Regions from separate parts of the Sus scrofa genome. Here region 2 is linked to region 1. Evidence: chromatin contacts called from public Hi-C data. All regions are on one chromosome and are shown on one strand. The core of a region is the stretch at or near the end of the contact, and the rest is flanking DNA. Distances in the headings are between cores, read along the strand shown.

Region 1 (4,589 bases), core at 1,875-4,374:
TCAAAGCAGTGTGACTGCTCACTTGCCTAAAGCTTGGGCCCCACAGTGGGGTGCTGGCCTGGCACCACTTTTCTACCCAACCGCTGGCATCTGCCCTGGCACAGGGTCTTCTGGAGAAAATGAGTCAGCAGTGTGCTTTACTGGTGCCGTGTGTGTGTGTGTGTGTGTGTGTGTGTGTGTGTGTGTGTGTGTGCTGCGGTGGGGGTGGGGGGTGGGGGAAATAGCCAGCCAGCTTTTTCCAAGACATGGGAAAGAAAGGGGGAGGCATCATCCCCCTGATTCCAGTTCAGAGGGGGCAGGGCATGGTGGGGCAGGGTGGGGCTGCAGCCCTGGCCAGGCTCTTGGGAATATCCTCTGGTCCTGGGGGCAGGATGGACAGAGCGCAAGTTCTGTGCTTCTCTGGGCAGTGAGCATGAGCCACAGTAGGCAGGGCCCTAAGGGGTTGCTCCCATCCTGCTCACTCCCACACACACCCACGCTCAGTGACTCCCTTTGCACATGCTCACTCCCTCACACCTCCTACTCCACAGGCTGGGAATCAGTGCTGCAGGGTCCCAGCCCCTCCTGGGAGATTCCCTGCCTCTAGCCGGCCCTGGGTCCCGCATCAGTACAATGAGGGGTTGGAATTAGTCATCTCCCAGGCCCCTTTCTGTCCTGACATGCTGGCTCTCACTTTTTCTCTCTCACACTGGGGGAAGGAGCAGGAACTGAAGACCACCGTCGCGGCCACCCCCCCAAAGCCCGCCCCCAGAGAGGAAGCACTAAGACAGACACACAGACCCAAACTGAGCGACACACATGTGGAGATTTCCAGAAACAGGGGACGTGCAAAGGCACACAGACACTGAGACAGGCGCAGAAGCTGAGCCCCAGAGCCCTAGAAATTTGCAGACAGTTTCACAAGAGCAGACAGAAAAGGAGACTTAACAGGCTCCGGGACCCGTGGACACCCACACAGGAACAACACTGAGACAGCCAGAAACGGAGACCCCTCCTCCCCCAAGCATCCAAAAAGCCCCCCCTCCGCACCCCGCCGGCCGCTCCAGGCGCCACCACCCACCCCCAATCCCGACCCCAGGGCGGGTTCTGCACCGACCCTCCCCAACTCGCCCCCGCCCCAACGCGATCGGGCAGCCGCGCCAAGCAGGGCAGGGCGGGCAGCGCTCGCCAACCCTCGCCGGGCCGGGGGCGCTGCCCGCGTTAACCCTTGGCTGCCCGCCTCGCCGGGGCGCAGGAAGGGGCAGGAAGCAGACGTTCCGCTGTAAGCGTCCCGCGCGGCGGGGAACCCCAGCCCGCCCCGAGGTTGGAGCGGCAGGAAGCTGAGGAGGGGGCGTCCCCGAGCCAGTACTCACCCCCCGCGCGCCGCCGCCGCTGTGCTTCGGGCCCCCCGCGCCGATCCCGCTCCCATGGCGGGCCCCTACTTCATGCTCCCGAGCCCGGGGGGCAAGTGTGGGCGCGCCCCATGGGGCCGCCAGCCCCCCGCCCCGCCGCGCCAGGCCGGCTCAGAGCGCGCGGCCCCCGCTCCCCCAGCGCAGCCCCGCTCCCAGGGGCGCCCGAGCAGGCAGGCAGCGCGGCCGGGGCCCCGCGGGCGCCCGCGCCAGGCCCATGGTCCCAGGAGTCCCGGCGCCGCGCTCGCCCGTGCCTCGCTCTTTTCTGCTTCCACCGAAAAGGAAGAAGAAGCAGGGGGGAAAAAAAAAAAGATGATCAAACTTTTGGAGGCGGGCTGCTAGCGGTCCCCGGAGGCAGAGCAAGGCCGGGCGAGGGCGCGCGGAGGGCGGTGGAAGCTGCCTCCCCGCCGGCCTGGGGGAGGAGAGGAAAAGGAAGGATTTGGGGGAAATGAAGGCGATTTAAAGTCTCGGCCCGCGGTGGCTCTCCACCTTCTCTCCTCCCCGCGCCGGGCCGCCCTCTGCTGCCCCCTGCTGCCCCCTGCTGGCCGCAGCCAGGGACACAGCCTCCGCGGGCCCACCACGGTCCCGCTCAAACACCCCCAACCCCCAATCCCTCTGTAAAGATGGGGAAACTGAGATTCACATAGAGGAAAAAGTTGGCCAAGACTGCACAACGGGAATGGTCACAAGTCGGAGATGTGGGACCTCTAGTTTGTAAGACAGGGAGTCTTCACGTTGGGGGCAAAGAAGAGGGGAAAAGGGAACGGATATCACTGCTGAAAGGAACCTGGAGTTCCAGGCAAAGATCTGGGACTAGCACTCAGTGTCCAGACTCCCACGAAAACGACAACCAGTGTCCTACCTTCCCCCCCCCCCGCCTCCCCCCCCCATTTTCCTCCTGGATTCAGAGCTCCCTGAAGAACACTTTTCTGGGCAGGCAGTGGGTGGGCTTATGAAATGCTGGTTACCTTCCTCTCTCTTCCCTCTCCAGGCGGTAAGAAATGGGAGCTTAACCTCCCCGCCAGAGAGCAGACCAAAGGCTCCCTCAGATCCCACTGGGGAGCGCCTAACTGCACACCTTGACGCCGCTGAAAACACCAGGCAAATTCTCACACTCACAACCCCAGTCCGAGCCTGGCATTAGAAACCCTCCTACCCCCACCCCGCGCGCCTCCATCTCCACGACTTGTTCACTGGTGCATACACCCATTCCCACACACGCCTCCACTTGCCCCAAACTCAGACACAGACTCACTCACACACAGGCGCAGTCCGGCACTCCTCCTGGGCTCACGCAAACACGCTCTGGGGTGTCTGGACTTGAGAGCAAACACCCGGACTCCACACACGCAGACGCATGCACGTTAGTGCTTACACGCACACAAATGCACACTAGCGTAGCCTAGCCAGATCCCCCCCAAGGTTACACACCCGCGTGCACACCTCTCATACACACCTTCACGTGCACACACACACACACACCCCATGTAACACCCCAAGTGCCCATACTCAGGAGCGCAAACCCCCACTGGCACTCCGCTAGTGCCCACTGCACAGGGGCACAAACGAATTCACTCCTCGCACGTGCACCTCCTCCCCACACGCGCACACTTTTACGCACACACACCCGTACACCCAGCGCTCCAGGAGCCCCGGGGCACTTACTGGGTCCCTAGGTGCGAGGCTGGACGGTCGGTCCTTCCTCGGGCGCCTAACGGCATTTGTATTCATGGGTCCCCGCAGCCCCGGGCGCGGGCGCGGGGGCGGGGGTGCGGGGTCCCCTTCCCTAAACTGGGCGCGGGCGCTCGCAGCGCAGCGGCACCGGGAGGGGCATGGGCGCGCCAGGCTGCGCCACCCGCCGGGTCCGCCTGCGCTCGAACTTCAGCCGCTCTACGTCCTTGGGCTCCAGCACGGGCTCCAGGCGCTGGGGGCGGTTCATAGGTGCAGGGCCCGCGGCGCCCGCGGGGCCTTTTGAAGTCTCCGCTGGGGGCGGGGAGGGGGCGCTGAAGGCGGCCTTTTAAACCGTGGCTGCACGCGGGCTCGGTGGAGCAAGGTGTCTGGTTTCAGCAAACTTTAGGAAAAGTCCCAAGCCGAAGGGGGAGGGTGGGGGCGGCGGGCGAGCCAAGCAAGCTCGAAAAAGAAGCTGCATAGTTGTAGACTTCTTCCTGCAGGGGGCAGCGCATCCGTGGCTGCCTGGAGGGAGGCCCAGCGTGGTGCTGGGGAGCCCGCAGGCGGCTGGCCGGCGCGTGGACCCACTCCCCACCCCCGCACGCCCACGTTGAACCCGAGCTCTTAACCTCCACCTGGCCGAGCACCAGGAGTGCAGGAACACCCGAAGCTCTGCACAAATTGTGCCTGTTTGTGCATTCTTCTGGGGGACAGAGGGCCCTGGTTCTCCTCAGGTTTTCAGACGTCCACGGCTCTTGAAGGTTGAAAACTCCCAGCCCAATAACCGTTGCTGTATTTTGAGCTGCATCCTTTGGGCTGGAGGGACCCTACCTTTATTTACATTTTTGGTATTAAGTTCATACTGGATGTTTGGGCATGTATTTTGACATTTTAAAAGTATGGCTTTAAAATATTACGTGTCTGGATAACTTAGGGGTTTTTGGCACACGCCTTACTTAGATGTAAATCTCCATTACTGAGGTTTTTTGACCTTCCTAGTGTTTTGCAATCCAGATGCTTCCCCTGAGGCCCTGGGTGGCACTGCGCAAAGCACCCCTGTTTAAGGGAGGCCTGTTATCCCCCCTTACAGGTGAGAAAGCTAAGATTCTGAAACGTTATGTAACCTTCCTGAGATCACTAAGCTGTTAGTGATAGAGGTGGGATCGGGACCCAGGTAGTCTGATTCCTGTCTTCAGCAGCTGAGCTTTAAATCTTAGCCTCTCAAGTGCTCTGAGCAGATCCTTGCCAGCCTCTCAGCTACATGATCTGCTCAGTGAGCTCTGCTCTCTCTGATGCCTGGACCCAGGCTCCGGCCAAGCTGGCCTGTGTCAAGGTCTTGTCCATGCTGTCTCCTCCCAGGTTCTTTTCTCCCCCCAGCCTCCTTTCTGCCTGTTCACAGACTCTCTTTCCTTCTAAGTACAGCTCAAAGCTCTGCCCTACAGCCGTGTTGTCGCACAGGTCACACAGTGCTGTCGAGGTCAGATCTAGCTGTGTCCCCACACCCAGCATGGAGCCTGGGATACAACAGATGCT
Region 2 (4,805 bases), core at 1,547-4,046, 130 kb before region 1:
GCATAGGTTACAGATGCAGCTCGGATCTGGCGTTGCCGTGGCTGTGGTGTAGGCGGACAAAGGCAGCTCCAATTTGACCCCTAGCCTGAGAACTTCCATATATGCTGCGGGTGCGGCCCGAAAAAGAAAAAGACAAAAGAAGAAGAAAAAATCCCAGACTCATGGGCCCCTCTGATCCTCTCACTATATACTCCTTATTCTGAAGGGACTACTCAGATCTCATTTCTCAGCCTTCTTAATTACCTCCCCTGATCCCCCACTCAGGAGAGGCGGAATGATATCTGGTACCCACAGAGGGTGTTGCTCTGCCCTTGTCACAGAGCAGGAAGGTGGCTTCTGGGTCTGTGTGCGTGTGTATGGTACCTTTAGACTTTTATAGCACAACATACTTTCTTGAGTATTGTGTGTGCATGGGTGTGTGAACATGGGTGTTCCTGGGGACTCACTCACCGGCTGGCCTTTGGATCCGGGCTCCCCCTGGTTCCCAGGAAGTCCTGTTCCGCCTTCTGTCCCTCGCTTGCCAGGGGGACCTAGCTGCCCAGGTAACCCACTTTCACCCTTCAAGAAACATATCAAGACGACCAGTCAAAAGGGGGAAACGGTTCTAGGGAAGGTGGCGGCGGGCAGGGGTGGGGGAGTAAGAGAGACAGAACAGTGAATCGACAGGGTCAGCTGACCTCTCTGGATGCTGGGGAAACTGAGGTATGCCCCGGGGTGGGGGAAGGGGTGCTCCAAACTTCCGCCTCCTTAAGAGGAAAGTCCATTTTCTCACTCTGGCATTCAAGGTCCCACTGCCCCTCCAATCTCCCACATGCCCCTGCTTTACACTGTTTCTCCCCAACAGACCATGCAGTCCGCACCCCAATACCTCCACTCACGCCGCTCCTCTTGCCTCATTTAAATCCTCCACCGGTCAAGGCCACCTCTCCCTCTGCCTGCAGTCTTCACCGAGGGCGCCTATCTCTCCCCAGCTAAACCTCAAGCTCAGGAAGGGTGAGAGCCACGTCTGATTCATTCATCTCAACTGTCCCTTCAGCGGCCAGCCCTGGGCTCAACCTGACTCTTGGCTGCCTCCCCCACCATTCAAGGACGCTTTCTAAAAAGATGCCTTGGAGGGTCCCAGCAGGCAGTAATAGCCATTGTTCCCCAAAAGCCCACAAGAGGGCGCCCATGGACAACACAACAAACAGCGGACAGTCTCAAAGGCCTGGTAGGGGGCAGTATTACAGCTCCTCAGATAAACTATCCTTTCCATCAGGGTCCAGCCTAGAGAGGGACCCCTGCAAAAGGGGACCTCATTTTCACGCAGGCCTTGGGACATGGGTGCCCATGTCAGCACTACAGCCAGCGTCTATAGCTAGTATCAAGGCAGGAAGGGCAGAGGGTAGGTAAGGGGGTTAACAAGTGTCTGACCTTGAATCCTGGGGGCCCCTGTGCTCCAGGCAAGCCAGCCACACCTGGATTTCCTCTCTTCCCAGCAGGGCCCAAAGGGCCAGGGTCCCCATCGTCTCCCTGCTCCCCCTGTGAAGAAAGAGGGCGAAGGGGAATTCTTCATGTTTCAGGAAACAGGCAGCCAAGGAGGCAGGACGACTCAAAGCCTAGGTGGACCCCGGGCAGAGGCAGAGAGGTCACACCCAGGGATAGAGGGCCTACTGCGTGCGTGTGAGGGTGGCTGGACCAAAGGAACAAGAGGACTTGAGGATCTAGAGTGGAGAAGGGAAGGAGCTTAAAAACCAGAAGCTCTAGTCACTGGGCAGGGGATGCCCCTGCAGGTGCTGGTCTGGAGGAGAGATAGCGAGACCGGCCACGGTCCCAGGTCCCAAGGGAGGGGGCCATTGCCCATGCAGGGAACTTCTGGATATGCTGGTTCGGCCCCATCCAAGGTTCCCAAGCTGCACTTCCCAGCCCACGGCGTATGGGATCCCACGCCCTGCCACGTACACACCGCATCTCAAATGGAGACTCATCTGTTCACCCCAAGTCTTGCTCACCTGCTGTCCTGCTTGACCATCCAGGCCAGGAAGCCCATCTGGTCCAGCGACACCCTCGGGGCCCTGTCTCCCCACCACGCCCCGGGGCCCCGGCAGCCCCGGCAGGCCCTGGGGGGTAAAGAAAAAGCTGGTGAAGGCCTCTGCAGGGGCAGGGGGGTGGGGGAGAGGAGGAGCTGCGGGTCACTCACCTGGGTCCCCCTCCGGCCTGGCGCCCCAGCCTTGCCTTGCTTTCCCTTTGGTCCCTGGAAAAGCAAGGGGCACATGATAGAGGCTTCCTGGAGGAGGTGCAGGAGCCTAGGCGCTCTGGAAGGGGGTAGTGAGAGGATCGTGGGCCCCGCTGTGGCTGGGCTCTGCCCCTCTGCCTCTTGGGCCTCGCTCGGCATCTGAATCCACCAATGGGCCCAAGCGCCCTGACCTGGAAGCCCAGGGTCAAAACTGGCAACCCTGCTGCAGAGGCTCAGGGGCCGGGTGACTTCCTGGTGGGAGCTGAGCTCATGGCTGCCTGGTCCGTTTGCTCCTTAAGGGTGTGGGTATCTCTAAGGGGTCGGGGGTCGATGTGCAGGTGGAGGGGTGCACACCCGGGGGCAGGGTGACGGCATTAAGACGGCGCTGCCCGCCCTCAGCGGAGGCAGGTGCAGGAGCTCCGGGTGCAAGGCAGAAACTCCTCTCCACGGCCTCTGAGTTCCCTCCAGGAGCCTCGCACCCCTCTTCCTTCCCCCAAGCCCCTCACTTCACTTCTCCCAGCTTCCTCTCTCTGCAGCGTGGTGTGGTGGAAAGAGAGGACGGGCTTTCAAATGCCACTGGCTGACCTCCGACAGGGGGTCTCCTTCCTGAGGCCCCGGAAGTGGGGCTGGTCACCCCCCTCCCTCAGGCTGTTTAGAGGAAAGAAATCTTGGCCAGACTGCACCCTGCAGGGCCCCTGCCTGCGGTTCCCCCTCTTTCTCATCGCACCCCCAGCAGCCCCGTCTCCCGCTAGCCCCGTGCTCGGGCTAGTCCTTCCCTTCCGGGGCCTGTCTTCCCTGTGGCCGTCCGGCTCTCTTACCTCTTCCCCTTTCGATCCTTTGGGGCCCGGCCGTCCCCGGGGTCCCGGATGCCCCTGCAAACCAAGGTGAGATGACGCAAGGCAGCCCCAGGATTCTCTCCTGGGGAGGGTGGCCAGTCTCCGCCTGGAGGGGGAGGGGTGGGGAGGGGTTTGGGGGTGCAGGCTCTGGGGGTGCCCCCAGGGTCAGGGCAGGAGAAACCAGAAAGGGCTGCCCCAGGCTCTCCTGCAGGGAGGGTCCCTTTAAGCTTTAAAGGGCCCAGTTCTTTAGTTCCCCACTGCTGCTCCACCACCCACTCCGGGAGGCAGGGAGATGGGACAGGAAGCACCACTCACGGGTTGGCCCTGCTGGCCTGGATTTCCACGGAGGCCTTGTACACCCTCCTGTCCCTGGAAGTCAAGGAGAGACAGTTGAGGGGGCTCAGCTTGGAGGGGCAGAAGCCAGGGCAGCTTCCAGCCTGGAGGACCCCCAGGAAGCCCTTGTTCTCCCTAGCCATGTGTCACTGTCCCCCCAGGTCTCAGCTTCCTCATCAGCAAAATGGGTGAAATAATGACCCTGCCATCGAGGACGGAGGTGGGGCGGTGCAGAGCCTGGGGGACCCCGCTGCTCGTGCAGTGGCTTGTGCCCCCTGCTTCTGCCAGGAGAGCTGTTCTCTGCCCCTGATGGGGACAGTGGGGCTCTCGGACGGGAGGGGTCCCTCTCCCCCACCCATCCTCCTCCCCTTCAGGAAAGGTCTCAGACCCTTCCCCTTTCAGCCTGAATCACGCCCTGCGCCCTTTCCGAGGGGTTGATTCAGGGCTCAGGGCATGATTCAGGCTGCATGGAGCAGAGGCCAAGGATGCCCCCTTAGAACACTCCCAATGCCACCAGCAGGTAGGAGCTCTGATACTTACAGGGTATCCAGGGTCCCCTGGCTCCCCGCGGTCTCCTCGGTCACCCACAGGGCCCTAAATGGCAGGGACAACAATAAAATATGGGCCACTGGGTGCAGGACACAAGCCATGGGCCTCCTAGGCCACACGCTCTGTGGAACTTGCAGAAGCCACGCCCCTGCGCAGCCTCCCCCTCCTCACAGAGCAGGAGGCCAGGGCTCCACCTCGGCAGTGGTCCAGGGGCTGGACAGTGGCGGGGGGTGCTTACCCTATCTCCAGGTGGCCCGGGGGGCCCCTCGGCCTTGCCGTCTTCTCCCTGCTCTCCCTGTGGACACAAAACCCGCTTTAGGACAAACCTCCTGTTCTAAATTAAATTATGGGAATCCCAGACATTCCATCCTGAGGCCAAAATGTTCTTCAACAGAGATGAAGAACTTAGAGTTACAGAAAGACTGAGGCCAGGAGTTCCCGTGTGGCTCAGTGGGTTAAGAACTGGAATAGTATTCTAGAGGATGCAGGTTGATCCCTGGCCTCCCTCACTGGGTTAAGGATCCGGCATTGCCGAGAGCTGAGGCGTAGGTTGCAGATGCAGCTCAGACTTGGCGTGGCTGTGGCTGTGATGTAGGTGGGCAGCTGCAACTCCAGTTCGACCCCTAGCCTGAGACCTTCCATGTGCTATGGGTGCGGCCCTAAAAAGAAAAAGAAAGAGAGAGAAGAAAAGGAAAAGACTGAGGCCAGAGAGGAAAGCGGCAGAGGTGGGGACAAAGGTAGACTCCGGCATGGAACCAGGAGTTCGGAACACAGAGCAGTGCTCTTTAGTCCGAGTGGTGGGGACTGCATGACATGACGCAAAGGTCCCTGCCCAGTGCTCAGCAGGGAGTGATAATAAACCCAACAGTGGG

Evidence for each region. Hi-C and Micro-C count contacts between places; a contact is called where the count stands out from the background.
Region 2: a contact with region 1 is called in a Hi-C map of retroperitoneal adipose tissue, with 2.9 times the contacts expected there. The contact joins the enhancer-like site here to the promoter of COL27A1 in region 1. A contact is called at or near these places in 5 of 5 promoter capture datasets (fetal liver, fetal skeletal muscle, liver and 1 more), 25 of 47 Hi-C or Micro-C datasets (adipose tissue, alveolar macrophages, brain and 14 more) and 1 of 2 datasets of contacts at active chromatin or transcription factors (skeletal muscle).

Annotation. Positions count from the first base shown.
Region 1 is chr1:254,767,111-254,771,699 of Sscrofa11.1, reverse strand. It overlaps COL27A1 (collagen alpha-1(XXVII) chain), which reads right to left and starts at 3,124. Exons shown (of 61, transcript XM_021067868.1): 1 at 3,054-3,124. The coding sequence starts at 3,109.
Region 2 is chr1:254,898,427-254,903,231 of Sscrofa11.1, reverse strand. It overlaps COL27A1 (collagen alpha-1(XXVII) chain), which reads right to left. Exons shown (of 61, transcript XM_021067868.1): 42 at 4,172-4,228; 43 at 3,925-3,978; 44 at 3,367-3,420; 45 at 3,034-3,087; 46 at 2,180-2,233; 47 at 1,992-2,099; 48 at 1,414-1,521; 49 at 451-558. Among named protein-coding and RNA genes, the nearest start is that of ORM1, 38 kb to the left of the region's middle. Within about 2 kb of position 2,796, at least 4 of the 83 cell types and tissues checked have an H3K27ac peak or open chromatin away from gene starts, as enhancers often do. A contact at or near this core is called in retroperitoneal adipose tissue, where this site is marked.